Linked DNA regions of Mus musculus: region 2 is linked to region 1. Evidence: chromatin contacts called from public HiChIP or PLAC-seq data. All regions are on one chromosome and are shown on one strand. The core of a region is the stretch at or near the end of the contact, and the rest is flanking DNA. Distances in the headings are between cores, read along the strand shown. Region 1 holds the start of Opa1 (OPA1, mitochondrial dynamin like GTPase). Region 2 holds the start of Lsg1 (large 60S subunit nuclear export GTPase 1).

What was found. HiChIP or PLAC-seq counts read pairs in DNA pulled down with a chosen protein or histone mark.
Region 2: a FOXA1 HiChIP or PLAC-seq map of pancreatic cancer cells shows a contact between it and region 1. The contact joins the promoter of Lsg1 here to the promoter of Opa1 in region 1. A contact is called at or near these places in 1 of 39 promoter capture datasets (erythroid cells), 1 of 115 datasets of contacts at active chromatin or transcription factors (pancreatic cancer cells) and 2 of 9 other capture datasets (adipose tissue and liver).

Annotation. Positions count from the first base shown.
Region 1 is chr16:29,577,673-29,581,634 of GRCm38.p6, forward strand. It overlaps Opa1 (OPA1, mitochondrial dynamin like GTPase), which reads left to right and starts at 1,662. Exons shown (of 29, transcript NM_133752.3): 1 at 1,662-1,899. The coding sequence starts at 1,868.
Region 2 is chr16:30,585,350-30,589,311 of GRCm38.p6, forward strand. Lsg1 (large 60S subunit nuclear export GTPase 1) reads right to left here and starts at 2,240. Exons shown (of 14, transcript NM_178069.5): 1 at 2,089-2,240; 2 at 205-331. The coding sequence starts at 2,187.

The sequences.
Region 1 (3,962 bases), core at 412-2,911:
AAAACAGGCTGGTTGAAACAAGTATTGGATGCATGGCTTCTATTGAATTTTCTTCTTCACATTTCTTTGACAGCATTGTGAAGTTAAAACAAAACAAAAACCTAGATTAAAGCCATTTCAAATTAGGGCAATCTATTTCAGATATTATTCTCTATTTGGATACTGAGAGCTCATAGGTTTTGTGACTAGTGTGAATGTAATTCACTTAATTAGCTACTATCTAGAGACTTTCATGCTAACTCTATTTTGCTATCTAATACAATGGTAGACATAAGTTACACATAGTCCCAGCCTAGAAGTGGAATTATAAAGCAAGGGCTTTGTAAACTGCAAAGACACATTACACATGGAAGCAGCCGTCACTTACTTCTCCCTTTTGTGTTTTCCAACAAGAATTAGGAAGCAACAATAACAAATGCATTTTTTATTCAATACTAGAAAAAGTTGGGGTTTAAACTGGTTTCTAGTTTGGTTTATACTGGTTAGGCTTTATAGAAGGTTTCTATCTACAGCTATCATTGAGACAGTCATCACAGTAAATATATTCCTCAAGTCCTGCAATCAGAACGTTTACTGTCAGACAGTTGCGTTTATATACTTGCCACTATTGTGACTAGATGGATTCTGATTTATGGTTTTGATAATTAGATAAAAAGCAATTTATTTGGGGTGCTGGTGGTGGTGTGTATTTCATGTGCGTGTGTGAGAGAGAGAGACTGACAGAGACAGGGGAAGGGAGACGAGTGAAAGGAATGTATCCTTGAAGTGAAATAAAGTACAAGACTATCTGATTTTTTCCAATAACACCATTAATCGACTTCACAATCTTTCACTGGCAATATTCCTGTTTTGAGTCCCTGTTCTCTTTAAAAAAATACAAAAATGGTTGAAGATGGAGAAGATACTTGGATTGATACAAATAATTTAGATTATTAAGGAGAAAATGTAGCCAGAAAAAGGAAGGAACTCAAAAGGCCCAAAACCTAACTGGAACTTTTGAATATTAAATAATAGTTGGGAGAAGCAGGTAGCTAGGAGACTAGACATCAACTACGTCCGAAGAGGGGTTGATAGGGAGGAGTGGGGAGGGATAGGTTACAAGGAGAAGGAAGAATGAATCTGACGTCTTGAAAATCAAAAGAAAACTAAGAAGAGAACTTAGGCAGATACTACTAAGGAGCCATTACTGGAGAGATGGCGCTGTTAAGAGACTTTGACAAGGGCCATTTCAATAAAATGGGTGCCATTAAAATTCAGGTGAAAGCCAACAAAGGGGGGAATGAAAAAACAAAACAAAACAAAAACATTTGTGTCTTAATAAAACTGTATGTGTTTATCCCAAACCTACAGCTTAAATGTCAGAAGTCACTTTCCAATCAGATCTCGGACTTTCTAAGGTGTCTCGCATACTCGATCTTCTGGCTATATGATTCAGCTACGAAAATGATCTTTAAAAGATTTCCTTAAATTGGCTGCTCCTAATAAACATTCGTCCAGTGGATTTCCTGCACCCAGCCCGCCCAGTTCATTTTCAAAATTCCTACACTTTGAGGGCGGAGCCAAGAAGAGGAGCACTACACAGGTCCCGCCCAGTGGCTCCCCGCGCATGCGCATGTCATCCGCGGCCCGTTTGTGCAGCCTGCCTAGCGTTCCTGTGGGTGGTTATTTCGGAGACGGACTGACTACGGGAGCCCAGCCGGCTCTTGCGGAAGTCCATGCGCCATTGGGAGGGACTCGGTGGCTGCTCTATGCCCTTGTTGCTGAGGGCCTCTTCCTGGGTCATTGTCGGAGCAGGAATCGGACTGGGGCCGACACGGGGTTCCCCCCGTGGCCGTCTCAGCGCCTGTGTGTGGTCTGCTCTGGCGGGATGTGGCGAGCAGGTCGGGCGGCCGTGGCCTGGTAAGTGCGGCCTGCGACCTGGCCCCGTTATGTCAGGTTCTGGGCCATTTGGACAGCAGGGTTGACCCATCACTACTTCCCGAATGTGCAGGTGACTGACCCTCAGGCCGGGCCGAGGCTCTTAAAAAAATTCTCGCGAATGTTTGAATACCCAAAGGAGTGACGGGAGTTGGCCGGTGACCATTCCTTGTTCAACATGAAGATTTTTGCTGCCTTGGCCCATCGTTCCTGTCCCTGTCCTTGTGATCTCCCTGCTATCTGTCTCTAGTTGTTGCTTTTATTGTTGCTATTCTGGCCTGGCCTAGCTCTGTCCTTGTATCTCTGTGCGTGTCATTTAACTGCCTTCTTGCAGCCATACGCCATGCCACAGCGCACACTTTGCTCTTGCAGCTACTTGGTAGCACTTGCAGCAGCATACTTGAAAGTATGTCCTTTCATAATACGCGGGAAAGGGCTCTCTGCCCGTTTACCTGACCCTCTGACTGGAGTCAAATTTAGAGTGGTGTTGTGCATGATATCAGGCGGTGTTTAAGAGATGCCCCGTCAGAGATCTTGTTCAGTGTTGAGGTCCACTTCGATGCACTTCTCCAGTCTCGCTGCGGATGTTGCTGTAGTCTTGTTTTAAAGTAGAAAACCTCAAAGTAGTTTTATTTCTATGAATTGCTATATGCATTTACTGATACTAAATTTGATGTTATCTATATAAGTTGTTCCAATAACCCCCAAGCTTAGCACATTGTTTCAGACATTTGATTACAGGAAGTAGTGTACACCAAGGTTTCCACCCATCTCTACAGCCCCTAGAACTTTTGTTTGTTTGTTTGTTTTTGTTTTTGTTTTTCGAGACAGGGTTTCTCTGTATCACCCTGGCTCTCCTGGAACTCACTCTGTAGACCAGGCTGGCCTCGAACTCAAATCCACCTGCCTCTGCCTCCCGAGTGCTGGGATTGAAGGCTTGGGCTACCACGCCGGGCTAGAACTTTTAAAAATATGTTTGTATCTCTTTCACCAGCATGTATATCTGTGTGCCACTTCTGTGTCTGCTGCCCACAGAGGACAGAGAACAGCATTCAGTCACCTGGGACTAGAGTAGCAGACAGGTGTTAGTCACCATGTGGGTGCTGGGAATCCAACCTCTGACTTCTAGAAGACTAGCCCTTCTTCATAACCAATAAGCCATCTCTCCAGCCCTCTCCCCAAAACTTTTTTTAATGGTATAAATTATGTATTATGCTTATAAGGAATGGACCCATTCCTTTCATCACAGTTAATTAAAAGTCCACAGTGCAACTGCCTCTACTGCAATGTTGGTTGTTTTTAATCTTGTGGGATTTTAATTTAGCAATACGTTCACAACCTTCTCTATTGAAATAAGCTATTTACAACTTTACTATTGCTGCTGTTTTATAATTAAGTGGAGACATCTAGTTTTCTATAAAACAGAAAAAAGTGTAGAAGATAGCATACTCTTTTCAAAGAGGTATGTAGGAAACACTTAAAGTTGGTTTACAAATAAACAGGTTTGTAGTTTGTATTGTTTGTTTAATCAATCATATACAGCTGGGCTACATTGTTTCTGAAGGTATGAACATGTGTCTACAGTCATGGCTTTAGAATGTCTTATGCCCAAGCACAACTTAGCTAATGGGAGAAATAGGGATATGGAAAACCAGAAACCCCCAGGCTCTGGAATTGCCCTGCACAATATAGTTCCTGTTAAGTTATGAAATAATGCAGCTAGGTACTACTCTAGTCATGAGGTTAAAACAGACTTTTTATATACAGATAAATATACCTCTTAGACAAGTCAAATGGAAGACTGATAGCCAACACTTTGGGGTTACGATAAATATTTGTGTAAAACTAATGAAAAAATAATTTCATACTACACAGCTCTATGTAGGTAAAGGATGTGGTAGATGAGCAAGAGTAGATGGTGTGGGTGGTATACTTTATTACATTTGACTTTTGCATTTTTTTCTTACTGTTGTTTGTTTGTTTATTTGTTTGGGGTTTTAATTGTTGTTCCAGGCAGCGTTTCTCTGTGTAGTCCTAGCTGGCCT
Region 2 (3,962 bases), core at 990-3,489, 1.0 Mb after region 1:
TGCTTCCGCTTCCACAGTGCTGGGATTAAAGGCATGTACCACCATGCCTGACATCTGAAGCGTTCTTTAGAGCTGAATTTAAAAACCAGTGTGGTCTTTGCCTTACACTCATGGAACTTTCCCATACTGCTTTTTGGATTCATATGAAGTAGGCAAGACGGCAGTGTGACCAGTGTCACAGGCACTAGGTAATAAACAACTCACCAGCCACAAACTCGGTCCCTGCAAGTTCTGCAGTTGCAAGAAAGTCCTCCAGGGAGCTCTGCTCTGTCACAGACTGAAGATTCAGACGACCCCAGTCATAGCCATCATTGAGTTCACTTGTATGCAGCTGTGAATAAACCCAGAGTGAAGAGTGAGGCAGCTCTCTTGTGGAAGCTCTTCGCATCCACACAGCTCTACCGTTGCTTGTACTGGCCTATGTTCTCAAAGTGGCTGGACTCTTCTAGAATGTACACAGGCAATACCTAATCCTAGCTAAGATGGGGGCACAGCTCAGCAGAACACTTGCCCGTTGCTGTCAACAGTGTCGATATCCAACAACGCAAAAAAACAAGATCAAATATTTAAATGAACAGTTTCTTACCTCAGCAAGGGCACGCCCCCTTTATTGAAGCGAATTTTATTGTGTCCTCATTTTACTATCAAGGAAACTGAGGTTTAAATAGGTAAAATAATTTACCTATTGTTCCAAACTAAGTACTGATGAAGAACTAGAACCCAGACTGTCTTGACTCGGCTGGCCAATTAAAAATATTTCATAGGGATCTATGAGAGAGAATATTTTAAAGCCAAGTGTGGTGGTGCATGCTGTCATCAAAGGAGCAGGAGTCTCAGAGACCACAAGTTTAAGGGCCATCGTGAACTGTGTAGAGATCTGTTTCCCCACTCCCCTTAGTCTCCTCTGCCCCAAATCCCAAGGGCTGGGAGACTGACTTGCCTGGAATGACCATTAAAAAAAGAGCTACCTGCTAATTGATTTCTCATACAACCCTGAGTTTGGACAGGCGGTGGTGGCGCACGCCTTTAATCCCAGCACTTGGGAGGCAGAGTCAGGCGGACTTCTGAGTTCGAGGCCAGCCTGGTCTACAGAGTGAGTTCTAGGACAGCCAGGGCTACACAGAGAAACCCTGTCTTGCAAAAAAAAACAAAACAAAACAAAAAACAAACAAAAAAACCCAAAAAACCAAAACAACCCTGAGTTTGATATATACCATCCCAAGTTATATGCTTACTACAGATACAAACATAGTTTTTTTTTTTTTAAACGAAATTAAGGATTAAAAGCTTAGGATTAACAAATATCAGGATATGAGTTAGAATTTCTTTAGATTAAAATTAAACCTCTCCACTATTTCCCGAAGGCCAGTACATTGAGAGTAGTATCAAAAGTCCAGACTTGAACACTGAGAAAGAAGCATGTGTGTCTTCCTCAGAGTTTGGAAATGGGACGATGTAACGGACACGCACCAGGGACAACTTCAGCACAGGATTTTAGTGAGGACTCGGAATGTCCTCAAATACTCTGCTGGGATTAATTTCTATACTTCATTTACTTTTTAAGGCTACCACGATCTTCCCTAAGCTTCTAGAGACAATGTCAATTTCTTACGATAAACCCCAAGGGGGCAAAACAAGGCAAAGCAGAGATCGCCTCTAACGGAACCATCTCTAGAGGATCGATTCTCTGGGCAACTAAAATCGGAAAGTTTAAAAGATCCAAGCATGGTGGCCACGGCTTGTAAACCCAGAACTCTCCAGGCACAGGCACGAGGAAGGCAGTCCTGAGCCAAACTTGGCTGCATACGGAGACTTTGTTTCAAAATTTTACGATAACAAGTTATCTTCTTTATAGAAATATCCAAGAGCGCCCGTGGCTTCTAGAGCATAACTCAAACACAGTGAAACATTCCAACACGATGGGTTCTTCCCATTTTCATTACACACTAGTCCTGTATCAAGCCTCTCTGCGCCCTGCTGGGGTCTGCTTCCAAACCCTGTTCAGGCGCGACTTCTGGCTCCAACTTTTGTAGCATGGAGGCACTCAGAACAAGACAGAAAGACTATGGAGAGCACAGATTTCCTTACCCAGGAGTCAGTATGACGGTGGCTGCGGCTTCGCTGAGTCTGCTGCCGGATAAGTACTCGGCCCAGGGACCCACCACCCGGCGCTCGTCTCCGACCCATAACCACGCATCAACAGCACAAACCACTGCTCAGCACGCGAGGCTTCCGGTTTCTCCGGCTGTGAACCCGGAAGTGATGTAAGAGCGAGCCTAAGTTGTCCAGTCCGGAAGTGTAACAGCGGGGTATTGAATGACTTGTTTCAGAATGATTTTGGTAGATCCCAAGTTTGACAATATTATAGAGAAGAAATGTAAAATTTTTTTCTCGGTGATTCCTTATGGCTACTCCTACGACTGTTTCCATTTTGATACACTGACCGATTTAAGAGAATGGTACATTCCAGACTTGTACTCCACTGTTTAAAGTCCGGCGGGAAATTGGGACAACTGGAAAATATGTCCGCTCAAGTTCACGGGACTAACTCCATCTTCCCCGCGGCTTCCGTCAGGAAGAGGAGGGGACTCCGGTGAAAGAAGAGTGCTTCTGTGGCTCTAGGTGGCAGAAGGTTCCCGATGCTGGTTTTTCTGCTCAGCAATTAAATCGATTTTTGTTTTCCTAGTATTCACTAGTTGCGGAGCAGGGAGAAAAATTCACACATGGGTGAGAGTTTAGAATGGGCAGTTAAAAAGCATTTTCAGAACTAGAAAGTGAAAGCCGGCGGCGTTGCGCTTCTGCTTTCTGGAGCAGAAAAAAAAAAGTTCACATGTTCCAGTGAGCATTGTATCAACATTTTTTATAATTAAAGTTAAAGCGAAAATAGTGATCTGGCTCCACTAATAGATATTCAATGCCCCAAACCAATCATCGGCTTTCCTCGTAATGTGTATATATAAAAAGTCAATTTAAGCCAGGCGTGGTGACACACACCTTTAATCCTAGCACTTGGGATACTGGATGGCAGATCTCCACAAAGAGAGCTCCAGGACAGTCAGGGCTACACAGTGAGACCCTTTCTAAAAAAGAAAAAAGAAATCAGTTTATAATCGACTGTGTTGAATAACATCCTCATTGGGGAGACCACGGTAACATGCTGCTTAGCCATGGAAGTAGTTTTCACCGGCTATAGATCAAAGACATGCTATGAGTTAGGAGTCTTGTTACACTTCCATTATTATTGAGAGTACTCGGTCATTGTTGCTAACTTGTTTGATTAATCTATGTATAATAAAATATTATAACTAAGTGGCACATAAACATGTATATATACACATATATGTGTATCTATGTATACGCACGCGCACACACACACATGCATGCCCACAATATTTTTACTTGTCAGTTAAAATAATTACGAAAAACATCAGGAAGGCACCTAGTCTGTTAACTTTTCTAACTTTAATGTGTACAGAAATTTCCCAGGAATAACCTTAACAGAATGACTGATTCATAAGTTCTGGGTGCTGTGTGTGTGTGTGTGTGTAACACGTTTCCAGGTAACAAGTAACAAGAGCAGCCCAGCCCGTTCTTTTCTGGTGCCGATGAAGACGCTGCAGTGGACTAGTTAGCAGCCAGCAGAACTGGGACCACACCGCTCACCCATTTCTGACTCTTTGCCCACTTCCTTTTTGTGTGCCATACCTCCACTAGACTCTTGCTTAATTGGAGTGAATTTTGTGGAGCTCCCAAAGGAATGACAAAGTCGGTGGCAGTTGGAAAGTCTTTGGGACGGCAGTGCTCACAAACCAGAGAAGGAATGGACGAGAACATGAATTCTCTGTTTCCCAGCATAGAAGCACGACTGTAAAATCTCTGAACACACTCTCCAGGAGGAAGATAGAGAGAAGATACACAAATAGAATTAGAGACAGCATCTGTTTTTGTTTTTTTTTTTTTAT